2 separate regions of the Hordeum vulgare genome follow, and region 1 is linked to region 2. The links are chromatin contacts, called in public Hi-C maps. All regions are on one chromosome and are shown on one strand. Each heading gives the region's core, a stretch centred on a gene start, on an enhancer-like site or on the middle of the called end of the contact. The rest is flanking DNA. Distances are from core to core; before and after follow the strand shown.

Region 1 (6,418 bases), core at 590-3,089, 660 kb after region 2:
CATGAACTTCTTCTTGTCTGTACTTCTTGATATTTGCTCCGTTCTAAGCATATGGATCCCAAAAAATACCGCACTCAAGAAATTCAGCACGTCACCAACCTTTGGAAACAACACGAGAGGATTGAAAAATCAGAATTATATTCCTTGTCAAGACACGTGATATATGTTGTAACCAAATCTTTGAAAAGACGGACTCAGTTTTTGTCAACAAACTGATCTACTGTTTTGAATTGGTTGGTCGTTGCCATTGGAAATAATATATATTCATTTAGAGTATCACTGTTGATAGTTACACAAAACAAGACATTTGAAGTGCTGTACTAGGTTCTGAAATCCATTAGGCCTTGTTCGGTAAATCCCTCCCAGGAGGGATTGGAGAAGATTGGAGGGGATTTAGGTGGAATTTGACTTGTAGGGGATTTAATCCCTCTCAATCCCCTCCAAACCCCTTCAAATCTGAAGGAACCGATCAAGGCCTTATGGGACCAACTAAATAAGCTAACAAGCGCTACTACATAAGGAACAAGACCAATGCTTAGTACTTACACAAGGAGGAGAGCCACCACATTCTAGCAGGCCAACCCCTATAATCGATACAATGGCCCCGAACCAAGTCAGCATGGGGATGGAGGCTCCAAAAAAGCCATCAATCAGAGGCACAACTATCACCTGTTCACATAATTCTTTAGGTATCACCACAAAAACATTTGCCAATTCCACCATTACAAGTTTACAACAGAAGAAGAAAAAAAAGGTGCGAGAAGGCGTACCGTGAAGGCTGCGATGAAGGATGCTCGCCCAGCTTCAGATGTGGTCAACCCGATTGCCTGGGCAAGGTACGCCAGACTGACCCAAAGTCCTAGCTCTAGTCCCCCATTTCGTGTACGGCGATCTCCGAATGCCCGTATCACAAATGGCAGGAAGGGGATGGCTGCGATAACGAAGCGCACCATGTTGAAAACCGCAGGTTCAGTGAGGGCTTCAACCTCTTTCAGAACTGGGATATCACTTGCTGCAGAAAACAGGAACGGGGAAAAGGAAGCCGTCAAGTCAAACGCTGAGCTCGTGCTTGCATACTGTACTACTACTGAATTCCAGATCACAGACTTCTTGTCCTAGCAAATTAAGCTGCACTTGCAGTACTGAACAATTGGACAACTGTTGCTTCTGTCAACCCATGGCGCCGCCATTTTCAACACCTTGAGCGCATCGTACGAACTGGAGACTCGAGAGGGATGAAGAAAGGTACTAGGTGTAGGTGTACCGTAGATGACGGTGAGGGCGTTGAGAATCATGATGCTGCGGGTCTTCTTGGAGGCGAACAGGATCCGCCTCCACATGGGCCTCCCGCGCACCCGCTTGCCCACGTCCCGGCCCTTCTCCTTCCTCCCTTCCTCCCTGCCGGGATCCTCGAGCGGCGAGCACCGCACCGGCGCGAGAATCCCCGCCCGGCGCACCGACGCGGCCGAGCGGGGCGCCGCGACGGCGAGCAGCAGCACGCGGCAGGAGGGGCCTGCCGCCGCGGCCGCCCTGGGATGCAGGGGCAGCGCGCACGACGCGGGCGCGAGGGAAGATGCCATGCCACGACCACCGCTGCAGCTACTGCGAGCGAGCAGGCAGCAGTCCTAGTACTTCACTGTGTGGAAGCGTCTGGGGAAGTCGGCGAGAGGGGGAGGATTCTCCGCTTCGCCGGGGAGTGGAGGGAGGTGTGGAACTCGTGGGTGGTGAATGTAGCGATGAGGGGGCGGGGAATCGGGCGGAAAAACGACGGAGATGCATTATTTTCTGTGGAGCGGACGCGCGCGGTGGTGGGTGGCGGCTCGCCGGGGTAAAATCTTGTGTCTTGCGAGTCTCCGGTCGTGTTTTCCAGGCAAAACGCCGTCGTCGTGCGGTGACATGGCATGGGGTTGAATTGAAAGGTCTACTCGTTGCCGACGACGTCGCTCGCGTGGGGTAGGAAGCCTTGGACAGGTGTCCCCCGATTCAGCATGTGATTCTCGTTTAACGTTGAGGACGGGGCGTCGAACCGGAGATAAATTCATCCACGGTCACTTTACTTGATCACCCAATTCACTTTGGTCACCCGACTGAAGAATACCCTAAATACTGTGTTTAATGTCACATCAGCAGTGATGGTCACCGTCAACTCTGTATAAACGTGATCAGTTTTTCACGTAACCCTAAAACCCTCTGGCGATTAGGGTTTCGACGGACTTGGACGGCGGCCGCGGTCTCCTCGACGACGGTGCGCCCTGGGGGTTTTCCCTGGGATGGCTTCGGTCCCAAATCCCGGCGGCGCGCAGCACAACTCCGGTCCCTACTCCCCTCGAGCGGAAAGAGCGAAGCTAGAGGAGGCGCTAGGGAAGATGGCGATTACCGATGAGGAAGCAACACCACTTGTGATCGACGACACAGAAGATGATAAGCCGGTTAAGTGGCTCCTGGCGGGGAGGATTCTACACAAGAATCTGCTGCACATCCAAACAATCTCAGGGGCTCTTAAGCCGGCTTGGGGAAACCCTAGAGGTCTGCAGTTTCGATTTATGGGGGAGAATACCTTTGTGGCTGAGTTCGAGACACGAAGAGATAGAGATAGAATATGGGAGGGATCTCCCTGGCACGTTAGCAGGAACGATGTTGTCTTGGCAGAGTTCGACGACTGCATGCGGGCGGATGAAGTTAAATTGGACAGGCCCAGCTTATGGGCTCGTGTACCAAATCTCCCGTACAATCTACGTAATGATGCATGAGGAAAGCTGATAGCTCAGCAGATTGACAAGGCTTCCTGCGAGCAAGGGTCTCAATTGAGGTATGCAAGCCACTCCGGAGGTGGATCTAGATCGATTCAGCAAAAAGGAAGAAGGTAGACATGTATGACATACAATATGAGCATGTTCCCCACTTCTGCTTCTCCTGCGACCGACTTGGGCATGCAGATATTTACTGCTCTACTCCGGGCCCTAGAGACACTAATGGAGAGCTACCGTTTGGGCCAAAGCTTCGGGCTAGTGATGACTGGAAGAAGGCGTCGTCTGGTGACAGCTCCAATAAGGAGCACTACTCTGGTACTAGTAATCAGAGGGAGTCCAAGAACTCTAGCTCTAGTGCGAAAGGTGGTACTGCCGAAGTAAATTCCCCAGTGAAAAACCGCATGAATAATAAGAGGAAGGAGGTACCCAAGCAGGCTTACCGTCGTGTTACTGAATCAAAGCTCTTGATCACTGATGGTTCGGAGGCAGTGGATGCAACAACAGGTGACCAAGGTATGAAGGGGGATGAGAATGAGGTGGATCCTGATGCGGCTAAGGAAGGAGAGAGAGTTCCAAAGAAGAAAAAGCCAACTCCAACAAACTCGACAGAGGCTACGGTGCAGCCCTGCCAGTCCCAATGAGGTGCATAAGCTGGAACTGCCGGGGGCTTGGGAACCCCGAGGCAGTTCGAGAGCTTCGTAGTATTGTGAAGCAGGAAGCTCCCGCCCTACTGTTCTTAATGGAGACCAAAATCAGGGCTAGACGAGTGGAGAACCTACGCTATCAGCTAGGTTTTGTGGGCTGTTTTGCGGTGGATAGCAATGGAGTAAGTGGAGGTGTTGGCCTCTTCTGGTCTAAAGACGTCACCGTAGACTTGAGAAGTTTTAGTATCGACCATATTGACACTATGGTGCTCTTAAGTGACCATGACTCAGTTGAATGGAGGTTCACAGGGTTTTACGGAGCACCGAGAGTGGAGAACAGAATTCAAAGTTGGAACCTGCTGCGGTTTTTGTTTGCAATGCCACACACAGCATGGTTGAGTATGGGAGACTACAATGAGAATCTCTATGGCAACGAGCATTTTAGTCGGGCACGTCATCCGGAACGTCAAATGCAGCTCTTCCGAGAGGTTGTTGAGGAGGTCGCATTCCAGGATCTGGGATGGACGGGGGTTCCCTTTACATGGGATAACGGACAGCAGGGTTCTTCCAATGTTAAAGCTCGTTTGGATAGAGCGTTTGCAAACGATTCTTTTCGTCAGCAGTACGAGAATATTCGGGTGCGTCATGTTAGTGCTGTGGAGTCTGACCATTGCTTCATTATTACAGATCTTAGTGAGCATGGGAGGAACTGGGGCGCTCGGGGAACTAAACAGTTTCGATATGAAAACATGTGGTAAACTCATATGGAGTATGAGCAATTGGTCAAGGCAACATGCAAGAGCAACAGCGATCGGATAACCTCCAAGGGATCATGGAGTCGCTGGGAGCCTTACAGAGAACCCTGGAGCCATGGGGAGCGAAAGAATTTTGCTGTTTGGCCCGGTCTATTCGTCAGTTACAACGCAAGCTTGATAAGCTGCGGCGGTCTTCGGTTGGGCGTGGCCCATCCGACGAGGAAAAGGCAACTGCAACGAAACTCCGGTTGGTACTGAAGCAGGAAGAAATCTGGATGTGGCAACGATCCAGAGTAAGATGGTTGAAAGAGGGTGACCGCAACACCAGGTATTTCCATGCACAGGCGAAGCAACGTCAACGTATGAATAAGATCTGTGGCCTGGTGCGGGCAGACGGTTCAGTTTGTGCGACCAGTGAGGAGGACCAGACTGAGATCCTGTCATTCTACGAAGACCTATATTCCTCTCATAGTAGGAGTGACATGAGGGAGATCCTTACACACGTTCCTGTTAAGGTTTCACCTCAGATGAGTGTACTGCTTGATAAACCCTTCGAAGCACAGGAGGTTCGGGATGCGCTATTTCAAATGGCGCCATCGAAAGCCCCGGGTGTAGATGGTTTCACCGCGGGTTTCTTCCAGAAACATTGGAATCTGTTGAGTGGGTCGGTTACCACGGGGGTGCTTGGCTTCTTGAATGGAGGTGATCTACCTTTGGGCCTAAACGATACATCGATCACCCTTATACCCAAGGTACGACCCCAAAAGATCTCCCAGTTCCGTCCTATTTCCCTGTGCTCGGTTCTATATAAGGTGGCCTCCAAGGCGATCACTAACCGACTCAGGACTTGCATGGATGAGATTGTTAGTGAGGAACAAAGTGCGTTTGTCCATGGTCGTTTGTTGACTGATAATGTACTTGTGGCCTTCGAGTGTGTCCACGCTATTCGCAGAAGGAAGAAGGGGAATAATCACTCCTGTGCACTTAAGCTGGATATGATGAAAGCGTATGATCGAGTAGAATGGCATTATTTGGAGGCAATTCTTCTTCGACTTGGCTTCAGCTCTTCCTTTGTTCGACTGATAATGAAGTGTGTTACTTCAGTCCGGTTTGCTGTGAGGATTAATGGGGATTTACAACCTTTCTTCACCCCCAACTCGTGGCTTGCGGCAAGGGGATCCTCTGTCGCCTTTTCTGTTCCTTTTATGTGTCGAAGGGTTCTCCTCGTTGCTCAAGAACTACGGCTACATTGACAGAGGAGTCAGGGCAAGTTTTCGTGCTCCCTGGGTAAGTCATCTACTATTTGCAGATGATAGTTTGATTTTTATTAATGCTCACTCCCAGAGTACAGAGAGTCTCAATGCAATACTTCGGATATATGGTGAAGCTTCGGGCCAGTGTGTAAATCGTGATAAAAGTGCAGTATACTTCAGCCCAAATACGCCCTATGAGTTGCGCCAGTGCATAAAAGGAGTCCTGGGGGTTTTGGTGGAAGCCTTTAGTGAACGCTATCTCGGTCTCCCAACTGCAGTGGGTCGTATCACTAGTGGATCCTTTGACCACATTGGGGAGCGCTCGAGGAGCAAGATGAGGGGATGGTCTGAGAGGTTGTTTGCTTGTGCAGGAAGGGAAACACTTCTCAAATCGGTGATTCAGGCTATTCCCACATTCAGTATGAGTTGTTTCTTGCTCACCAAGAAAGTCTGCAAAAGTCTAACTTCCAGCATGGCTAAGTATTGGTGGAGCAGTTCCATTGACAGACGGTCTCTCCACTGGATATCGTGGAAAGAACTAGCAACACCAAAATGCAAAGGGGGGTGGGCTTTCGAGACTTCCATGGTTTCAATCTGGCCCTGCTGGGCAAGCATGGATGGCGCCTGATTACCAACCCTAACTCCTTGTGCGCAAGAGTGTTGAAGGGAAGATACTATCCAGACACTGAGTTTATCCAGGCTTCAGTGCCACACTCGGCATCTGCTACTTGGCGTGCTATTGTGGCGGGAAGAGAGGTTTTGAAACTGGGCCTTATCCATCGTATTGGGGATGGCACTTCTATTAATGTTTGGACGGATAAGTGGATCCCATCTGCTGAGACAATGATTCCCACTGTTAGACCCCCTGGGGCGACCGTTGCCTTTGTTAGTGAGCTAATTGACATTGAAGCGGGAACTTGGAGGGTGGATCAGGTGAGGGAAAATTTTGCTGCACCTGACGCCGAGGCAATTCTGAATATCCCACTTCGGCGGGGAGGGGGGTGATTTTGTGGCCT
Region 2 (6,833 bases), core at 2,296-4,795:
GAACTATTTTGCGGAGGATGCCACGTACCTCGAGTACTACTGTCGACGCCGTTTCAGGATGAGCATCGAGTTGTTCAAACGCATTGCAGAGAAACTGACGAGCCATGATCTGTTTTTTTAGCAAAGGAGGAATGCCGCCGGATAACTTGGGCATAACACGTTTTAAAAGGTGACTGCCGAATTGCCTGTGTTGGCATACGGTATTCCGTCGGATCTCATTGATGACCACTTGGCCATGGGTGAGAGTCAAGCCATCATGTGTGGCAAGCGCTTCGTAGTAAGAATTGTGCAAGTGTTTGGTTCGGAATATTTGAGAGCTTCCAATGTTGAAGACACCGCAAGGGTTTTGGAGATGAACAAACCCTGCGGGTTCTCAGGTGTGCTTGGCTCAATAGATTGCATGAATTGAAGTTGGAAGAACTGCCCTAAGGCATGGCATGGTCAATTCCACGGCCCTTCAACTATAATCCTTCAAGAATTGGCCGATCATGAGACTTGGATTTGGCATGTTTTTTTTTGAAATGCCTGGATATTTGAATGAGATCAATGTTCTTAATCGATCATCACTCACGAATAAGATTGTATATGGTGAAACTACACCGATGGAAATTATAAAAAATGGTCATACATACAACTATGACTACTATCTTGCGGGTGGCATGTATCCCAAGTGGCAAACATTTGTGAAGCCGTTGACGACACTGCAAGGTAAGAAAAATCTTGATTTCCATAAAGCTCAGTTGGCGGCTAGGAAAGATGTGGACAGAGCTTTTGAAATTTTGCAAGCCCAATTTGCTACTGTGAGGGGACCGGCTAGATGAGATCAAAGGATCCTTTGATACATCATAAACGCTTGCGTGATCATGCATAACATAATCATTGAGAATGAGCACAGGTAAGATCTATAATATTTTTAATATGAATTGTTGGGGCACCCGTGCGAGTGCGGAGAAGGGCTGCAAGGATAGATTAATTTATTGTCTCCTATTATGTCATTCGACGTACCCATACTGATGATAATCTTGAGAAGAATCTAATTGAAGAGTGATGGGCATGACATGGCTGTCAAAATTAGTTTAATGTTGTATTATTGAACTATTTGTTACTGATTTATTATTTGTTTGAATTGTAATAATAGTTGAATTATTTATTATTAATTTATTTTTTTCTTCTTGATTTTTTGATTTTATTATGGTGAAAAATGTTGTTTAGACTAGGCACGGGGGTTGTGAATTTTACAGCGTTGAGCAGTAACACCGCGCCCCATTTTGGGGCACGTGCTGGAGCGGGCGCCATGCCGCGCCCTAAATAAGGGGCATTTCGGCGCTGTAAAAATATTTTAGCACGCTACGCTTGTTGAAGTTGCTCTAAGACATATTTAGATGTGTCATAACTATCGAACATCTAAGTTCTATGTCATTGATATCTGCGCCGGCGCGCCGGTCCAGATTTTTGGCCGGCCGCGCGCGGGCCGCAGGATCCACCAATCCCGCGCCGTCCGCACCGTTGGATCCGCATGCAACATTTTTCTCTCTATGCAGCAAAATTTTGATGCCATGTAGCAAATTTTTCAACGGTTCCAATAAAAAACAAAAATTGTAGCAAAAAAATATCTACGTGATCGTAGCAAAAAAACGAAGTTGATGGTACGTGATAGCAAAAGTCAAACGCCGGTTGTAACAAAAATTTACGTGACGTGTATGCAACTTTTTAGTGAACGGTTACAGCAAAACATGATGCCGGTTGTAGCAAAAATTAACACGGTTGTAGCAAAAAGTAAAAAACATCGATTGTAACAAAAAATCCGACGAACTAGAGTTGCAACCAAACTTATATGCAGCTCTTTTAATGAGACAAAAATATAGTAAAAAAACGCTTGCAGCAAAAATAACGCAGGTTGCAACATTTTTAGACGAACAATGTTGCATCCATTGACCGGAGAAGCGCGCGGCTGGGAAAAATGTTGCAAGGCCCGCGCACGCGAGGGGGCGACCGGCGCGTCGGTTCGGCGGCGCGCGGGTGGGAAACGATTCCCTATTTTTTTCTATTCTTGATTGAGTCCTTTAGATGTGCAATAACTAAAATAAATCTAGATATGTCCAGGATAAAAAAAATACTGTAGGGCCAATAATCATATCAACAAGCTGTAATAGGGTAGTAGGAGTACCAATTATGCAGTCCACGGACACATGATGTGTAGGCAAAAGACGTACCAACTCATGTAAATTTAATCAGGCAGGTGATGGTAATCATCATGCCCATATACAATTCAGAGCCGTCGATCTTAGCTAAAGTATCAAACCAGGTCATTCCCGTGCGAGACTGTACGTACGTGAGGCGCTGGCGCGGCCGGTGCGCGCCAGGACGAACACCCACCGCCAGTGAGCGACACCAAGCAGAAAAGGCATGCACCACCCACCTACCGAGCAAGCTGTTGCTTGTCCCCCCAGCTCGCCGGCTCCCCGCGCGCGCCGCCGTGGTGCGCGATTTAGCTAGCTAGGGCTTGTGCAGCACCCGGCCGGCGACGACGGCGGCCTCGATGACGACGGTGATCACGTCGATGACCTCGTCGATCATGCACTTGTTCCCCTCGAAGGTGCCCGTGCCGTCCCGCAGCTCCGCCAGGCACTCCAGCAGGCCCTCGTTGCACTCCGTGCTCAGGTAGTCATCTGATGCCGATCGAGAGTCAGACTCAGACATCGGCTACGTAAATACTAGTTGATGGATGGATGGATTGGTTGTTGGGGGCACGTACTCTTGACGAGGACGCAGTTGTCGTGGTGCATGCAGCAGGCGTCGAGGGCGTCGCACGGGCGCTCGCCGGGGCACCCGCTGTAGAGGATGCCGCAGTACTTGCCGTACCGCAGGAAAGGCGCCGCTGCGTCAAGAGATCACCAGTCACCATGCAGTTACTACTACCAACGAAGAAGAAGAAGAAGAAGAAGAAGTTGATGCGCCTACGTACTCGTGCAGTGGTCGGACTCGCACGTTCGGCTGCACGCCTGCTGCTTGCTCTGCGTCAGCGTCCCCGCCGGCCGGCCGCCGAGAAATAGTCGACAAACCATAGCATACTCAGCTTAATAATTGGCTATACGAAGTGTAGGTTATAGTACATGCGTAGACCGTGCACGTACCACGCCATCGCCGTCGGCGTCGACGGACTGGAGGCCGACGTTGAGAGCCGAGGAGCGCGGCGCGAAGGCGGCGCAGGCGAGGAGCCCGACCACCGCGAGTAGACGCGCATGCAGCCGCCGGCAACTGCCTCTGCCATGCGCCATCCTCTTCAAGAAAGATCAGATCTCTCTCTCTCTCTCTCTTTGTGTCGATCGAGACGGCGGCCGCCAGCAGCTGGACTTATACCGCGCGCCCTGCCCTGCCGTCGTTCTCGGCGAGATAAGATATTATCTAGTAGGGAGATCCAGCGGAGGGGCACATTGGCTGGAGCGACGAGGTGAACTCTGCAACTGTAGTTGGCAAGTTGTGACACTGATTTAGAGAGAGAAAAGGGAGGTGAAGATGGGGCGCGGGTGCGCGTTTTGGTTGTATGCCGCTCGTGAGCGCGCGGGGCTTGTTGGCTAGCTCACGGGGACACGGGCTGGCAGTCGACAGCGCGGAGGAAGATGCCGTGCATGCACCACGTCGGTCGGTGGGCGATCCAGACGGCGAGCATGTGTGCCATGCATCCAGCGCCTTCTCCTCCTTTTCCTTTTTCCGTGGTCTCTTTCGACGAAAATAATTGGGTGATTGGGTCGTGGACAGACCCAGATTTTTCAGTGAACCGTGAGAGTGAGCGAGTACGCTTTATAATTATCGGCTGTCAGCTCAGTTGGTTGCTAGTGTCCTCTCGTGTCGACTCTTGCCGCCATGTTCGTAGCGTGCCTTTTTCATTGGGTCATATGTCCCATATATATGGGCGACCCATGATAATTGAGCTCCACCAGTTGGTCGGATATCGGACATTATGGAAAAATATGCCAATTAAGAGCATCTCCAAAGGCGGACCGTCCGACTGCGGTGTCTGAACCGTGGAAGTCATCCAACGCTTGTACCAACCCACGACAAAGTTCGGACGCAATTTCTTCTACAAATCAAACACAAAGTGATGGGGGGGAGGGATGCGGTAGTCCGGAAACGAGAAACGTTGCTATCCATCATCCCTGCCCCCAAATACTTTCTAGACCCGTGACTTTCATCCTCCTTATTTTTTCTCCTTCCTTCTATCTCTCTTGCCTTCGCCGTCGCTTCACCACCCCCGCCACCATGCCACGCCCTTGTCAGAACCCCGCGTCTCCGTCATCCTCCAATGCTCCGGCTGGGCTCCCCGCCGTTTCTTCTCCGTCTCCGTTCAATCCCTGTCCTCCGACCGTTCCAACATTCTCCACCTTCATCTTTTCACGTTTCACTTTGGTCTTTTTCCTTGGCCACATAATAATAATAAAAAACATGAAGACGCTCACGTGGTTGCACGACTTACATTAAGCATCGAAAAAAACATATGTACCAACCAACCGCATCATTCAGTTTTTTTGTTGAATACTGCTATTACTAGAAGGAAAAGCAGATGGTTCCTCCCTCCATTATGGAAGCCTCAACATGTGAAATGGACAACACGTTCCTCGGCCGCATAATAATAATAAAAAACCATGAAGACGCTCACGTCGTTGCACGGCTCACATTGAGCACAGGAAAAAAACATATGTACCGGTCAACCGCATCATCCAGTTCCTTTGTTGGCTACGGCTACTACTACAAGGAAAAGCAGATGGTTTCTCCCTCCACTATGGTGGGCTCGGTATGTGAAATGGACAACACGTTCCTCGATCGCATAATAATAATAATAAAAACCATGAAGACGCTCACGTCGTTGCACGGCTCACATTGAGCACCGAAAAAAAACATATGTACCGGTCAACCGCATCATCCAGTTCCTTTGTTGGCTACTGCTACTACTAAAAGGAAAAGCAGATGGTTTCTCCCTCCACTATGGTGGCCTCAACATGTGAAATGGACAACACGTTCCTTGGACGCATAATAATAAAAGAAACATGGAGACCCTCACGTCGTTGCCCGGCTCACATTGAGCACCGGAATAAAACATATGTACCGGTCAACTGCATCATTCAGTTTCTTTGTTGGCTACTGCTACTACTAGAGGGAAAAACATATGGTTCCTTCCTCCATTATGATGGCATCAGCATGTGAAATGGACAACACGTTCCTCGGCCGCATAATAATAATAAAAAACATGAAGACGCTCACGTTGTTGCACGGCTCACAGTGAGCACCGAAAAAAACATATGTACCGACTAACCCCATCATCCAAGTCCTTTGTTGGCCACTGCTACTATTAGAAGGAAAAGCGGATGGTTTCTTCACTATGATGGCCTCAGCAGCATGTGAAATGGACAACACAGCCGTCGACGGCGACGATAAAGGATTCTCCGCATCGCCGTCGGCCAAAGGCGCGCTAGTCAATGGAAAAGGCGCACTCCTACATGACTGGTTTCTCTTCTCTCTCTTTTTTCCGAATGGTTTCTCTTTTCTTTTCAGCTGCCATGCATGCGTGAGATCGATCGTTCGTGTGGATTGGTGATGGTTTCGACTTGTTTTTGCTGTGACGGAATTCCGTCCGGCACCAGCTCGATCCCCGCCCCCGGTGATCTCGACCCTTGATCCCCGATTCCCCGGCGATCTCGGCGACCCTTGATCCCCGATTCCCCGGCGATCTCGGCCGCTCTCGCTTTCTCAGCACATGTTTTCTTTGGCATCCTATACCCTAGCCCGGCCGACGGGAACCATGTCATGCGTCCGAATTGGATTAACGCTTGGTGGAATGTTGTTTGTGGACAGGAGCCGGGTGAGCGCCCGGTTATTCGCTGTAGATCCCCGTAGGCGGATAGGATCGTCCGGTTCTTGCGTGGTTAAGGAGCGGGGCAAGAAAGCGAAACCGATGCCAAAGTTGAGACTGTCGGAGAGCAGTCATGTCGCCTGTATGGTTCTCCATGTAAGGCAGCACCTTACATGGATCAGGATTAATTCTCGTCTACCAGCAAAACCATGACAGATAAGCTTCACTCCTTGAGCGAATCCACACACGTTTGTTTAGCTTGCACGCGTTCCACACGGCCCAGTTTGTATTTGCCTGACGCGAATCTACACTAGATGTATTAATGATCTATAATTAGTTTAAACTTTAAAGACACAAGGTGGACTTTACAGCATAACCCCAATACGTTATCGAGCAAGTAAGCAAAGGCAATGCTCCAGAAATTGGGTCGGTCTTACCACGAGACACAATCCAACAAATCCCACTTCACCGCAAAAGAATCAACGACCGATACATCTGAGGCGACCGTACACCAGAATCGATTTTGTCCAGTCCAGAGTGCAGCTGCTACGAAAACAACGCTCTGATTGTGCTCTTCAAGTCTATGCGCCTGCTTACAGGCCAATCACCTGAGCCGACAGCTGAGAATCCTTGTGCACGACTAGTTTAGGTGATGTATCTTCCTTGCTGATCCTGAAGCCAACGAGCAGAGGACTTCGCGTCCAAATACAGACCACGAACTTCCTTGAGATCAGCCTGATATAGGATCATGAGATCAGGTTAGGAAGATGACATTTTATTGAAATTCAACACATACCTTGCAGATCTTCTCTCTCCCATTAGCCTTGGCAACTACGCTAGCAGGCGACAGCAACTGAATAGCATGTCTGCAAAGAGATTGAAGATCCATTGCAACCGTTACAACCAACAATAAACTGGCCTAGTTATGACAAACCCGGTGATGGTAATGCGTACGCTAGACATACATGCATGTCGAAATTCACAT

What was found. A called contact is a pair of places that touch in the nucleus more often than the background predicts.
Region 1: a Hi-C map of leaf shows a contact between it and region 2, with 4 times the contacts expected there. The contact joins the promoter of LOC123447395 here to the promoter of LOC123447382 in region 2. A contact is called at or near these places in 2 of 6 Hi-C or Micro-C datasets (leaf and seedling).

What each region holds. Positions count from the first base shown.
Region 1 is chr4H:15,574,820-15,581,237 of MorexV3_pseudomolecules_assembly, forward strand. LOC123447395 reads right to left here and starts at 1,840. Exons shown (of 8, transcript XM_045123991.1): 1 at 1,265-1,840; 2 at 771-1,012; 3 at 547-669; 4 at 1-99. The coding sequence starts at 1,580.
Region 2 is chr4H:14,912,413-14,919,245 of MorexV3_pseudomolecules_assembly, forward strand. LOC123447382 (phospholipase A2 homolog 3-like) reads right to left here and starts at 3,546. Exons shown (of 4, transcript XM_045123980.1): 1 at 3,135-3,546; 2 at 2,966-3,014; 3 at 2,756-2,878; 4 at 2,196-2,669. The coding sequence starts at 3,278. The coding sequence ends at 2,497. It also overlaps the pseudogene LOC123447384.